Linked DNA regions of Danio rerio: region 1 is linked to region 2. The links are chromatin contacts, called in public Hi-C maps. All regions are on one chromosome and are shown on one strand. Each heading gives the region's core, a stretch centred on a gene start, on an enhancer-like site or on the middle of the called end of the contact. The rest is flanking DNA. Distances are from core to core; before and after follow the strand shown. Region 1 overlaps polr3b (polymerase (RNA) III (DNA directed) polypeptide B). Region 2 holds the start of zgc:153031.

What was found. Hi-C and Micro-C count contacts between places; a contact is called where the count stands out from the background.
Region 1: a Hi-C map of embryo shows a contact between it and region 2, with 2.3 times the contacts expected there. The contact joins the enhancer-like site here to the promoter of zgc:153031 in region 2. A contact is called at or near these places in 1 of 18 Hi-C or Micro-C datasets (embryo) and 1 of 4 datasets of contacts at active chromatin or transcription factors (caudal fin).

The regions. Positions count from the first base shown.
Region 1 is chr18:16,764,781-16,769,146 of GRCz12tu, forward strand. It overlaps polr3b (polymerase (RNA) III (DNA directed) polypeptide B), which reads right to left. Exons shown (of 28, transcript XM_021467775.2): 8 at 4,135-4,252; 9 at 3,171-3,279; 10 at 314-436. Among named protein-coding and RNA genes, the nearest start is that of polr3b, 7.7 kb to the right of the region's middle. Within about 2 kb of position 1,626, at least 8 of the 62 cell types and tissues checked have an H3K27ac peak or open chromatin away from gene starts, as enhancers often do.
Region 2 is chr18:16,484,931-16,489,204 of GRCz12tu, forward strand. It overlaps zgc:153031, which reads left to right and starts at 1,844. Exons shown (of 6, transcript NM_001044830.3): 1 at 1,844-2,044; 2 at 3,244-3,293; 3 at 3,395-3,500. The coding sequence starts at 1,938.

The DNA of each region.
Region 1 (4,366 bases), core at 376-2,875, 280 kb after region 2:
CGCACAATGTCACATCCACGCACACAGGCATTCACATCCGCTCAGACACTGGTTGCTAGGATGCAGATGTGGTCCTTGCTGACCCATTGATGTGTCTTTGTGATGAATAATAAATCTCAGATCCAGCATTTGATAATACACCTCAAAAATGGGGAAAAAAACCTAAAAAGTTGGACAACCAGATTATTTCTGCTATATGGTGATGATCTAGGCAAATGACTTTGAAAATACTTCTAGTGTCATTCAAGCTGGAACAATTGTTTTATGTATTATGCATTTACAAGCAATGCAAAGCAGTTTCTGTCTGGGGTACCTGAGTTTGGGTGAATATTTGAGCCTTCTGACACTCCTCCAAACTGGGAGCAAAAGCAGCCATTACATGTTCTTCTGTGCCAATCATTTGAACGATCTCCTGATCACTCTCCACTCCCATAGCCTGACGAAAGACAAAGAAATGAGTAGAGATGGTACTTAAAGCTCAATTATTCAATATTTTTAATGCCTAAACAGACCCAATCACTAAAACTGAAAGTGATCAAACCAGATTAGGCATGGGACGATAACCAGTTTCAAGGTTTACTGTGATTTGGAAAAGGTTTGTCATAGAATTCCTATGGTATATGTAAGGGTTTTTTTTTCAGTGTTTTTTATGTCTTGGAAAGAAATCTGTGTTTTTGAAACTAATAAACATAGCAGATGTTATTTATTTATTTTAATCAAGTAGCTTGACATGTTTACTGTTCCAAAACATTATAAATGTTTCCTAAAATAAAATATATTGTGTTCAATTGGGGAAAAAGTTGTTGCTATACAAAGATTTTTTTTTTAAATTATTTTATAGTAGTAATCACAATACCGTGATATTTTTTTTATCAAGGGTTATCATACCGCCAGAAACCTTTACCGGCCCAAATCCATCAATCACATTCCTCTCTGACCAATAGTGAGAGTTTGGGCTGTGTTAAGTGTAGCAGCCAGAAGGGTTGTGCAACATTTATTCTTTACAATGATATAATAACTATTCTTTTAACCAAACATGTCCCAAACCTGTCAAAAAAGTGTCTTTAGAGTCCGAAAACATTCACTGTGTGAAGAAGCCTATTAAAAAGCAATCAATATGAAACCATAATAATTTTTTTAAATATCCACTTGTTGACGTTTTTTTCCTTTTTATAAGATATAGAAATAGATAGACAAGTAACCATTTAGATGTCAATAACATACTTTGATGCCAATGGTTACAGGTTTACAGCTTTCATCGAATTATCTTCTTTTATATTCAACTCGCACAGGTTTGTAACAAGTGACAAGTGGGTAAATAATGACAGTTTTCATTTCTGTGTGAACTACCCATCTAACCACATAGCAACATCATTCAGTACTTAATGTATAATTACACGGTAACACAGACACAGCAAACAAATGTAACCATAAAAAACACATGCATGTCAAAGATCCCAAGCTTCATAATCTATACAGACACACACTAACATAAATAAACAAGTGTAGGACTCTGCTTTAAGGCAAAGGTGAATGTGATGGCACAGGTCTCGATGACATTTATTTATGCTAATGTGGGACTGTGGGAACAGGACTGGGTGGATCAGAGTGCTTAAAGGTCTCCACCGTTTGGCTCGGCTGCTGTGTTGCAAGGAAATCCTGCTGGAATGTGCTGTGGACAGACAAGTGCAAAGCAAACAAGCTTGACTGCCGATTTACTCCACACCCCATCCCCAACCGACCAGACCCATATGTTTAGAGAGTCTGGGCTAAGGGAATTACGACTAACATCCATCACCAGTCCACTGATCTGAGCTCTAATTATATATCCGTTTCAACTGACACATGACATTTAAGATGGAGAACTGCCAGCTAAAATGCACTGAAAGGATGCAAACAATATAAATACTACATAATATTTGAGGAAAGATTTTTTTTTTGGATGGCAAATGTATGTAATGAATGCATGAGAAATGATTAATGGGCTTTATGCACAGCTAGAGCTTTAAAGCTAACGATAAACTTCAGGTGAAATCTTAATGTGACTTCAATTTCACAAGGTTGTTATTACAGCACTGATGTTGTTATGTAATTCAAGTTAAAATAAACTGTCATATCTTAAAGACATGGCGGGAGGAAATGGAATTTAATGCAGTGCTTCTTGTCCAATCTGAGACCCACTTTATATTGTACAGTATATCTAACAGGCAGTGAAGATCGCTGATAATTAAAGAAATCAGATCTTAAACGTGACAATTTTGTAATAAAAAGACAGCTCATGGGAAGCCCTTGGGCTGCATGGCCAAAAATTAAAAGTCTTTGTGCATATAGCACAATATCATAATAGAAAGTTATAGTAACATTAAAAAGAAGGGTTCCCCAAAAAATCATTTAGCATTTCATTTGATTTTCTTTTGTTAAACACAAAAACTGATATTTTGAAGAATGTTGAAAACCTGCAGCCATTGATCTCTATGTTTTTATTTTATTATCTACTATGTATTTCAATAACACTCAGTTTCAAAAAACAGAAAAAAAACTCAAAGGTTTGAAAACTCTTGATGGCAAGTAAAAGATGAGCAAATTAAAATTTTTGAGTGAATAAAATAGGGTGAGTATGATGTTTTTAAAAGGTTTTTAATGCTTTCAAAGACTAAATTCAATAAAAATTCAGTAAACACAGTAACAATTAATTATGAATTAAATATGTAAATGTATTATAAATAATAAATGTATTCATGTGACTGCAAAGCTGAAAATCATTCTAATATTTTAAATTACTGCTTCATGTAAACATGTTATCAAGGCTAGAAACAAAAACACAATATTTTTGTGGAAACTGTGATACTGTTTTTCATTGTTCTTTGCTACTGTAACATACGTACATTACATACGTACATATGTACGGTTTAAAAATCTGATTTTACTTACAACAGATATACTTTGTATTATTATAACCTCCTAAAAATACATTTAAATTGCTGTACTTGGTGTTCAGAACCGTTTTTTGTCAAACAGCGCCATCTATTGGTTGTTAGCAGCATGTCTCCTGAGAGCTAAATACTGGACTGTATAAAGACAAATGCATATTATATCTTGCTAATTCAATTTAGCCGACAAAGACACAAAACAATCCTGCTTTAAACCAACATCTTCAGACAAATGCCCACCTTAAAGATGATAGCGATGGGTGCGTCTTCAGAGAGAGTGTTGTGCTTCAGGTAAAAGCGGCCCTGTTTCACAATCATGTTGGTTCTGCTCTTTTTCTCATGAGTAGAACTACAAACCAGACAAAATAAGAGAGATGAGTACAAAACAAAATCAAAGATTAAATTGATTTCACATAAATGAAAACCCTAACCAAAATGATGACATTATTTACTTACAAGAGCTTACCGTAAAGTGTTAACTACTGTACTTTATAATCCTATTTGCATTTCAAACTTTAGCTAACTCTGAAAATGTACATACAATAAAGAAATATGCAACAATGTAAAGATGTTTTTGTTATTACATCTCTCAAAGGAACAGTTCACCAAAAAAAGATCATTTATTTACCTTCAGGATGTTCCCACCTATATAAATGTCTTTGTTCTGCAACTCAAAGAAAGATCTTTGGAAGATATATGAAAGAATGTCAAGTAATCAATAGATCTCTCAACCAATTTACCCCCATAGTTAGAAAAATAATTACTATGGCAGTGTGTGGATGATAAATCCTGTTTGACCTTCTTTCAAACATCCTACTTTGTGTTTAGCACAAAAAGTGTCTAAATTATTAACATTTTTATTTTTTGAGTGAACTATCCCTTTAAAATTCCCCTATTTAGCTTCTCAAAATTGTAAACATACCATATACCACGATAATATCTTCAGAAATTATTACAAAAATATCAGAGCCATCGTAAGCTTAATGGGTAGAATGCTAATTTGTTACAAACCTACATTAACATTCTTCATAACAATTCAGTAAACCAGCAATTGGTTTTGGAGACAACAGTTCGATTATCTTTTCATTTCACATTCAGCTACACAATACATAAAAGTTAGCATCCAAACATAGCATAACAGCACCAATTTAAATCAACTTTATTATTGCGAACGCTAAATACGCAGACGAGCAAATCCCAGCACCTGGTGACTGACGCTCCTACGGTCCCTTTGCGATCTTGATCCACAATGATGCGGTTCTTGGATAACTGCTCCTGAATGAGAATGACCTTTTCTTGCCCTTTCACAATGAAATAACCACCTGCACACAGACAAACACAGTATCATACGTATACCCCATATGGCCTTCAGAGGGGATTTTCTGCATTATACTATGGCATATAAACAGTGAAATATCATTAAGGTCTTCATAAAT
Region 2 (4,274 bases), core at 594-3,093:
CTTTGTCAGAGCATTTTGGTCAGTCTTTTTAAATGTGCTCTATAAATTGAACTTGAAACTGAACTTTAAATAGTTATATATTGGTTAAATAATGTATAATATACATTAAATAATCTTAACAAATATTAAGCTTTTAAATTATGTATAAATCTCAATTAAAAAAAATAAATAAAAAGTATACACATGACTGGTTTTCCATGCAGGTCACATATAAGTACTGGATAAATCAAATCTGCCTTTATTTTGTGACAAGTAGCCATGTAATAAGTGGAATAATGTACATTTTGGCGGTTGTTTTCACAGAATAAAGCCCTTCAGTGTTATATGATTGTGACGTGAGATGTACATTTCTCTTACTCATTAGATATTTTAAGCTAATTCTAAAATGATTTATGAAAGACAATAAAACACTGAAGGCTTGAATGATGGCACTGGAAAATTCATCTTTAAGGGAATAAATTTTAGATAATATAATATACATTCAACATGCCATTAATAATGCTGATTTTACTGTTTATTCTGTGAGAACAACCTACTGTATATACACTCACCGGCCACTTTATAAGGTACACCATATAAGTACCGGGTTGGACCCCCTTTTGCTATCAGAACTGCCTTCGTGGCATAGATTTAACAAGGTACTGGAAATATTCTTCAAATATTTTGGTCCATATTGACATGATAGCATATTGGATTGAGATCTGGTCACTGTGGAGGCCATTTGAGTACAGTGAACTCATTGTCATGTTCAAGAAACCAGTCTGAGATGATTTGCGCTTTATGACATGATGCGTTATCCTGCTGGAAGTAGCCATCAGAAGATGGGCACACTGTGGTCATAAAGGGATAGACATGGCCAGCAACAATACTCAGGTTGGCTGTGGCATTAATATGATGCTCAATTGGTAGTAATGGGCCCAAAGTGTGCCAAGAAAATATCCCTCACACCATTACACCACCACTACCAGCCTGAACCGTTGATACAAGGCAGGATAGAACCATGCTTTCATGTTATTGACGCCAAATTCCTACCATCCGAATGTTGCAGCAGAAATTGAGACTCATCAGACCAGGCAACGTTTTTTTCAATCTTCTATTGTCCTATTTTGGTGAGCCTGTATGAATTGTAGCCTCAGTTTCCTGTTCTTAGCTGACAGGAGTGGCACTCCATGTGGTCTTTTGCTGCTGTAGCCCATCTGCCTCAAGTTTCGATGTATTGTGCATTGAGAGATGCTTTTCTGCATACCTCGGTTGTAACTGTTTGAACTGCAGCAGATCGTAATGACCATGTATAAATGCCCAAATGCATTAAGTTGCTACCATGTTGGCTGATTAGAAATTTGCGTTAGGGAGCAGTTGCTCAGGTCTACCTAATAAAGTGGCCGTTGAGTATACATTATTTCTTATTTTAACATTTCAAGATTCTATAATGCACAGAAAGTGAAAAAGAAGTGCATTAATTTTATTGTATTAGCATTTAAATATCATAAATTATTATTATTACTATTACATAGCATTGAACATGTGCATATACTGCTGCTTTTTGATCACTCTGTACTCACCACTAAAGACTATTGGCTAATAAATCCATATAGATAGATTAGGCTGAAAGCATTTTCAAAATGGCATATTTATATGGTTAATAATCCATGTGACACCAAATAATCGTGAACAACTTAATTTTATTTGCAAAAAAATAAGCTAGTGAAACTGACATATTAGCTTTTTGTTTGTTTTCTTTTTTGTCTGGTTCATTATTAATTTGAGACCGCCACTCCCATTGGATGTCACATGTTGACCCAAGCAGATGTTTTAAAAGCTCCATAATCTGTCTGTGTTTGAGGACGAGAGAGATGCGAACACTTTATCCAAATCCTACAGGACGACGGTAGTTTATTAAATAAACCAGATAACGCTCTGTTGGTGAAAAGACCTAAATGATGAACATCGAGGGGGAGGAGATGCGCAAGCCAATCCGGCTCATCGCAGCTGCCTGCAGGGATATGGGCATCGGGAAGGACGGACAGATTCCCTGGTGTCTTCCGTAAGAAATAGTTACCGTGTTCATTCAGATTAGCCAATGCTTATGTATGGTGAAAATTATGTTGGGGGGTACAATGACTTATTAATTCGACACATATACAAGCGTCTGACAAACAATTTGTCGAAATAAATCGGCCTTGAACATCTATATTTCTTTTTTTAGATAGAATAAATTTCAGGTTTAGTTACGGTATGCTAGGTATACAGTATAGTATGACGCTAGGCTAGCATGCAAAGCAGCACGTTTTACGATTATTAAATCACTAAAAGCATCACCTTACCTGTCTTTCTTCCGAAAATAACTTCAAAGAAACCTAAAATAGAAAAAAAACATGTTTTGTGGTAATAACAAATTATTTATAGTTTTGCTACATTGTCCACCATGGATATGTAACATCAAGTTTGTAGTAAAACTGTGGTTATACAAATGATAATCAATCAAAGCGTTTAGTACAATAAAACCAAGGCAAACTTGCATAAGGACTTGCTTCAGTTCTTGACCTTTTGGACTTAAAATCCAAGTAACAAGTTGTTGTACAATTGTGTACAATTCTGTAAATTAAATTATGTATTTTGTATTTGTGTATATGTATGGATATTATCAATGTTTGGCAGGATTTGCATAAAAAACTTAAACACAATCACACAAAACAGGGTTTTTACTAATATTAAGTTATATCAAACTTTAAAATAACAGTTTGTATAGTCTTGTTATCCACATAGGATCACAATAGCATATTTTGAGTCTGTTTTGTACTTTTTTTGTCATTTGTTATTAATATTTTTATTAATAGTATTTATTTTGCCCCAGTTTTGTATCCTATTGCTGGAATGTGCCATTGACCTTTAAAACTCAAACTGAGCGTCAGCAGGTTTGTGAATTGTGGAAACGTCGAGCCCCCCTCTGCCAGCCCATTGAGATAAGAGATAACAGCACGTGCAGTCCGATAGCATATGGGTTATAGGCAACAGGAATTTGCTTTATCTTTCTGGAAGAGAATATGATGTTGTCATAAAGCTGCTCATCCATACAAATTAAAAATAGGATCAATACATTAAGCTGATTTAGGCACGCCATTAACACATCAAAGATTTTTGTCATGCAGCTCAAATTGCATTTTGCACACTATGCAGTTATTAAAGTTGTACGGTGCTAAATACATAAACTACACAATCTGTGTCTAATGTGTTTAAATGCAGAAAAGAATTTCAGTTCTTACTGGATACAATAACAGCCGTGTCGGCACCCGGTAAGTGGTTTTAAATTTGTTTTGATGTATATTAAAGAGCATATCTTAATATTTAATTTTAGTAATAAAATAATTGAGGGTTTTTTTCCGGTGCACATCAGGGAAGAAGAATCTGATTGTCTGGGGCCGAATCTGCTGGTTCTCCTGTCCTGAGACGGTTTTTCCTTTGGCAAATTGCATAAATTTGGTATTGAGCAGAAAAATGATGTAAGCATCCATTCATTCATTTATTTATTTGTTTGTTTGTTTGAAAAGACATTGGTACTTGTATTCAGTGAGTATGTGATAAATTAATTAATGTGAAAATTATTATGTTACAAAGGCTTTATATAAAACACTGCTCTTTAGATCTTTTAGTTCATCAAATAAGCTTGAAAAATGCCACATATTTTTGAAATTGCATAAAATTTATAAGTGTTTCTGCATCAGATCATCATATGATTTCTGAAGGGTCATGCATGCAGTAATGATGCTGAAATTAAAATTTTAAACAGGAATGGGCGACATGGTGGCTCAGTGGTTAGCACTGTCGCCTCACAGCAAGAATGTCGCTGGTTTGAGTTCTGACTGGTTCAGTTGGCATTTCTGTTTGCGTGTTCTCCTTGTGTTCATGTGGGTTTCCTCCAGGTGCTGCGGTTTCCCCCAAAGACATGCTGTATAGGTGAATTGGATTAACTACAATTGGCTATAGTGTACGTGTGTGAATGAGTGTTTATGGATGTTTCCCAGTACTGGGTTGCAGCTGGATGGGCATCCGCTGTGTAAAACATATGCAGGATAAGTTGGTGGTTCATTAGGCTGTGGCGACTCCTGATGGGAAGTTGAAGGAAAATACATATATAAAGTTTATATAAAAGTTTAAAATAAGCTTATCCTGCTCACCAAGGCTGTATTTATTTATTCATTCACTCCATTCATTTACTTTTTGGCTTAGTCCCCTTATTAACCTGGGGTTGCCACAGCGGAATGAACTGCCAACTT